Regions from separate parts of the Mus musculus genome. Here region 2 is linked to region 1. A link is a contact called in public Micro-C data. All regions are on one chromosome and are shown on one strand. The core of a region is the stretch at or near the end of the contact, and the rest is flanking DNA. Distances in the headings are between cores, read along the strand shown. Region 1 holds the start of Nedd4 (neural precursor cell expressed, developmentally down-regulated 4). Region 2 overlaps Nedd4 (neural precursor cell expressed, developmentally down-regulated 4).

The links. Hi-C and Micro-C count contacts between places; a contact is called where the count stands out from the background.
Region 2: a contact with region 1 is called in a Micro-C map of embryonic stem cells, with 1.9 times the contacts expected there. The contact joins the enhancer-like site here to the promoter of Nedd4 in region 1. A contact is called at or near these places in 1 of 39 promoter capture datasets (embryonic stem cells), 2 of 15 datasets of contacts at CTCF or cohesin (embryonic stem cells and stem cell-derived epiblast-like cells), 45 of 484 Hi-C or Micro-C datasets (the CH12 cell line, ECoMG myeloid progenitors, the G1E-ER4 cell line and 25 more), 7 of 115 datasets of contacts at active chromatin or transcription factors (embryonic stem cells, extraembryonic endoderm stem cells and stem cell-derived neural progenitor cells) and 5 of 9 other capture datasets (adipose tissue, embryonic stem cells, embryonic tail and 2 more).

What each region holds. Positions count from the first base shown.
Region 1 is chr9:72,691,810-72,694,748 of GRCm38.p6, reverse strand. It overlaps Nedd4 (neural precursor cell expressed, developmentally down-regulated 4), which reads right to left and starts at 1,451. Exons shown (of 24, transcript NM_001357998.1): 1 at 1-1,451. The coding sequence starts at 1,310.
Region 2 is chr9:72,740,026-72,742,931 of GRCm38.p6, reverse strand. Nedd4 (neural precursor cell expressed, developmentally down-regulated 4) reads right to left here. Exons shown (of 24, transcript NM_001357998.1): 19 at 2,704-2,764; 20 at 1,245-1,304; 21 at 172-279. Among named protein-coding and RNA genes, the nearest start is that of Gm27204, 38 kb to the left of the region's middle. Within about 2 kb of position 1,526, at least 6 of the 459 cell types and tissues checked have an H3K27ac peak or open chromatin away from gene starts, as enhancers often do. A contact at or near this core is called in embryonic stem cells and induced pluripotent stem cells, where this site is marked.

The DNA.
Region 1 (2,939 bases), core at 202-2,701:
TTGTGCTTCAGGCTGGATAAGCAGGAAATATTTGGGTATGTCCCACCCAGCGAAACACTTCTTTGCAAAGCAGCATGGCCTTTGCTTATCGGTGAATTTGGTCTTTCCAACTCTCCACGGATGTTTAAATGGTAACCCATGTCTGATGCGGTTGGCAAGCAAGGGGATGCCCTCTGTTTGAGCATGCCATGGTCCAAATCAGACTGCAGCTGAAGTTCTAACCTCTCTGATGTGCAGCCACCACGGGGGTTTGCACAATCTGATGTCGTTGGTTTTTGTTGGGTCAAGTGCACGGAAACACAGGAAAATCCTTCTGGCAACTTCTCACACACAGTTTGTTTGGGCCTATTATTTGAAATGACAATTTTCTTTTGCAATGAGCCCTTGGCATGGAGTGGCCGTACATCTCTGACTTCTCCAGGAGTACAAACCATTTTAGATAATCGAAGCCCGTTGACAGCTGTTGACAGAAAGCCTTTGGTGCCAGATCCATCTTCATGATGTGCAGTTTCAGTAGGTGATACAACCAACTGGTGTGAGGTCTGGTAGGCACCTCTGCTCGTCGGGGATGCTGGTGGGGTGTTTGAAGGACTCCTGGGGAAAATGACCAAAGACGTGCAGCGCTTCAGTGGACCCTTTGCGTTCCTACTCACTGGCAGTTTCATAATCTCTACTCCACGATCCAGGTCCTCCTGGGCAAAGGGAAGTCTACTGGGACTTCCGCACATAACTTCACGGGGTGTAGTGTCGACTGGCACGCTTCTGTTGGAGGCGTTGTCAGAAGGTAAATTTCCACTGAAAAAGGTCTCATAGCCACTACTGTCGCTGACACCACTGCCGGTGGAGGAGCCTCCACTTGCGAGGCTTGCACAAGACCCACAGTCACTGCCACTGCTGCTGTAAGACCCACTGTCACTGGCTGAGAAGTTACTGAGGCTGCCATTGTCCAGCTCACTGTCAATTCCACTGCTGCTGCAAACATCATCCTTTGAAGCACAGGTAGAGGAAGTACTGTCCCTATCAGCCACGACAGTGTCAGATGGAAGACACCCTCCGTATCTGGGCTGCAGTGAGATCTGCAGGCAGCTGCTCTTTTTGTCAGTACTTTCAGAGGATCTATGCTCTACCCACGGAGCCTGTGGCGCCTGTCTGGGGGTCAGCCTCATTTGAACCACACTAGCCACTGAGATCCGGGGCCGCCTCTGGCCGTGTGTGTCAACGTGGCTATCCAAGTCATCTCCAGAGGGTTCCGACAGAGGGTAAGTCTTGCTTCTTCTGGCGGCAAAGTGCAGTCGTAAACTCTGTGCCATTTGTTCTCATTTCCAAGCATGTTCAGGGCTGAGAGTCAAAACAAAGAGCTCTGTCTGTAGTCAGGCTAGCGCAGCTGTGCTGCATCCAGAGGAAAAAACCATCGGCGGTGTTGAAAAAGCTCGTGGGGAGGCGTCTTTAACTTCAGATACCAGATTTCATAGAAAAGGACGACCCATGCCCGAGATTGACGTTCCCCAAGTGTCTAGAATCGCCGGGAGTCAGAACGCCTTCACTGACAAAGCACTTGATTTCCAGCGACCTTTAAGCTGAGCTCAGCTGCAGCCCTGACTCAAACACAGCCAACCTTGTTTCAATTATACCTTCGCCAATTTGCATGAATGAGTAACGCAAGAACAACAAGCTTCTTCAATTTCAACTGGGAAACCTAGTTTTTCACCCCAGCCCTACAAAACGAACATTTAACTCCCGAAATCTCAGTGCCTACAACTTCCCCCGGTGATCCTCACCGCTAATATTTTCACTGAATGCTATAGGATTACAGGAAATGGGTACAAATAAAACCTGTGTGATTGAGTATCAAATTAAAGATTGAATTTCAAAATATGGCCATACTGAGAGATTTAGTCAGGTTTAATGCAGGGACTACGCGGACTGTAATATTTTTTCAGGAATGAGTAAATGAAAACAGCTGAATAACTTGGAAATACAAAAACGTGGGGTGAGGGGCATAAAGCCTAACCGTCAAATTGAACAAGGTAAATATTTTAGCAAAACACAATTATGAAAGTGAAAGTTGACAAACTGAACTACAAAACGAGCCCAGTAACATTGTTGTAAACACCAAATAACCTCCTCAAGGGGAAATTTTTAAAAAAAGGCTGAGGAGAAGCTGTCACCAACCATTTTGTCCTGTAATTTTAACGTTTAATGCAGCCAAGTAGTACAGTCTTTAAATGATGCCATTTATATTTTGACTATTAAAATCCTGCCAAGAAATAGCCTGGGTAAACATTCCATTAAAAACATATGCAGATTAGACAGAAAAGCTACACCCCAATATAGTCTGAACACATTGGATATTTTATTCCACTGTGTGCAATTCATTCACTTAAAGAGAGTGTTGTGGTAAGTAAAGAAGCCTAAAAAGGATTTAACACATCAAATAAACATATCTCAATGGCAATCCTGTTCTCGGAGAGTCCTCTGCGGGCCCTACTGGTGCTTTAAAACAACCCAGGCAGCTGTTAGACACCTATAAAGACAAGACATACAAACCAGGCCACATATTTCATAATATAAACAAGGCAGGCCCTTGTTTACATCTTTGCCCACTAGCATGGCCTCTGAGGTAGAATTACGAGTACTGATAAAACTCTCACAGCAGAGAACAGTAGACGGCTTGTCCTTCAGAGGTGGTGATTCTCTGTATATATAGATATATATTTCTGATTTATGTTTACATAACCTTTACTGTATTTTCAGCTTACTCGGCAATAAAGGCTTAATATTTTAATTTCTCTCCCAAATGTCACAGACCAAGGTTGGTATTCTATTTGAAAGAAGCAAATTTATTTTTAAATAATACTCTAGGGTATATTTAAACCCCTTACCTGAATTTTATAGCAAGAACTCCAGCAATAAGTATATACTGGCCCATTCATAGCAAA
Region 2 (2,906 bases), core at 277-2,776, 48 kb before region 1:
GAGGAGCCATGTTGCCGGTTACCTCACATTCTAAGAGTGTTCCCACATTGGTGAAAGCTAATGTGCCCATCTCAGTGCACCCTGAATGCTCTCCCTGCTTACCCATGGCTATTGGCAAGGGTGGACTCACACTCAGAGGCATAGCACGACTGAGTACATGTCTTAGATTACCTTCCAGAACCAGTGGATGACCTGGTGGTTCATGCTGTAGCCATTTTTGTATTTTGTGTGTTCCCGCCAGTCGTTCACATCCACATCTCCCAGACCACACATGAGAAGCTGCAGACAGATACACGGATCGGCAGTCAGAATGGTAAGCAGGAAAACCAGGGCGAAGCTCTGCTGTTTTCTCCTTCCCGAGACAGGGTCTTATTATGTACCTCTGGAACTCATTATATAGATCAGGCTGGCCTCAAACTCACAGCGGTTCACTGCCTCTGTCCCTCAGTGCTGGGACATCCAGCCAAAGCTGTTTTAACATAGAGCATTTAGGGCTAGAGAGATGGCTCAGCTGTTAAGAGCACTGATTGCTCTTCCAGAGGTCCTGAGTTCAATTCTCAGCAATCTCATGATGGCTCACAACCATCTCTAATGGAATCTGATGCCCTCTTCTGCTGTGTCTGAAGACAGCAACAGTGCACTCATATACATAAAATATATCTTAAAAAAAACAAAACCATAGAGCATTTCTCTTTCCTTATCTATCTATCTATCTATCTATCTATCTATCTATCTATCTATCTATCTATCTATCTATCAAACTGTATGTATGTATGTATGTATGTATGTATGGCAACATCAGCATGTGTATGTCATGTTCTGAGTGAGAAAGTTAGAGGACAACTCATTGGGGGTCCATGTCCACTCCAGGAGCCAAATTCAGGCTGTCAGGCTTGGCGGTCTACTTTTCCCACTGAGCCATCTTGTCAGCCCTCCAGTTCTCTTTTTAAAGACAGGGTCCCTGTAGCCCAGGTTAGCTTCAAACAGTGTAGCTCTGGATGACAAGAACTATTGGTCTTCTTGCTTCCACCTCCAAAGAGCTGGGTAACAGGTGTGCACCACCACACCCGTTCTACGGTGTCTGAGGACGGGGCCCAGGGCTTCACACGCTAAGGAAGCCCCTCCCTCATCCCTTCCACAAATGGCCATCCCCTCTACCCCACACCAGTGGTGCTAAGGACTGAACTCATGGCCTGCAGCGCTCATTAACTACATTCCCAAGCACATGCAGAAATAGTTCTTACCTCTAGCTCATTTTCATCAAATATCTTGATGAGATCCTGTGGTATCAGTTCAAAAAATCCCTAGAAGGAAAGGAAACGCGTCGGAAGCTAGTGAGCAGGCACAGCTATGCTCCAGCGTCTGGTAAAGGGGAGCGCGTTCACTTCTACAGACTTTGCCGCTACACACTGCATTTCAATATGGCTGTTCTTTATTTCTTAAAGTGGCTGGTAACAGCCTCCTTTGTCCCTCTCCCTCCCTTGTTCACAGTACTGAGGAGACTGAGTCAGACAAAATTCCTCCCCCCACCCTGGCCACGCCCACTGCAGGAGGGAAGACCCCTCAGCAAGGCCTCAGAGGCTTCTGCAGTGTCCTCAGCTCCCTGCTCCTCTCCTTCACCCACTGAAGCCTGCACAAAGTCACCTCTCACTTCTTCCTTTCACAGACAAGTACACAGAGTGTGCAAAGCTAAATTCAGTCATTTGTACGCCAACTGCCCCTCCACCACACTGCCACCTGCCCTGCTGCAGACACAGCCAAGGTCAGCACTGTAACGGTCTGGTAAACACTTTGTATTTCTATTCTATTTGATTTTTGTCTAAAACATCACGTTTGTGCCTGTATGTCTGTGTAAATGTATGGGTACACATGTTCCACAGCACGTGTGTGGCAGTCGGATGACAGCTTGCAGGAGTTAGCTTTCTCCTTCCACTAAGTGATTATATGTGCCCAGGGTTCAAAGCCATGTCCTCAAGTTTGGCAGCACACACCTTAAACCCACTGAGCCCTCCCAGCCTGCTCTTAATACTACAATCTCTCTCCCTACTCCCTTTTTGACAGGGTCATACTATGTATCCCAGGCTGCCCTTGGACTTGCATTCATCCGGCCTCCGCCCCCAACCATAGCACCTCTGCACCTTACTTTCCCCCACTTGGAGGACTGAAGACTCTCGTTCTCACTGGCACAGCTGCTTGCTCATGGCTTTTTCTCTGAGTTCCTCTAGTCCCCAGCTTAATCCCGCTTTGAGCCTCCCTAACCACTTCCCACTAAGATTCTAAGAATTCTTGAAGACAGTCAGAGCAGGAAGATTTGCCCAGGAATATATAGTGAGACTGACATATAGCACCTGAGCAGAGGTAACCAGCTACATGGCAGAATAAAGATTGAAATAAATGTGTTATCTATAAGTTATGATCCTAGTCAGAGAAGAACCTAGCTATATGGCCAGGGTACTTGTAAGACTTGGGTCTGAGTCTTATTTCTGGGAGCATGGGACTAGAAGAAAGAATTGGGACCCAACTTGTACACTCCAGGGGGTTCTTTACTGATCTCCATGAGTGCATATGTATATTATTTTAAAAACATAAAATCAAACTAGAAACATATTGAGAAAGACTTTACAGAGCCCACCACATCTTACCCTCTCAGATGTGTGGGTCTTGGAAGTCTGGGTATGGTGAGCAAGAGTGCTGTGTACCTACCTCTTTAAAAGCTGCCATTTGCTTCTGGATACGGTTCACAAATCGCCATTGTATTACAAGGCTAAAAGGAGGAAAAACAAAACAAAACATTTCTTTCCATTTCCCCCCCAATACAAACCAAGAAACAATTTTAGGACATGTTTATACCACTTAGAAACAGACAGACTGGCCGGGCATGGTGGTGCACGCCTTTAATCCCAGCA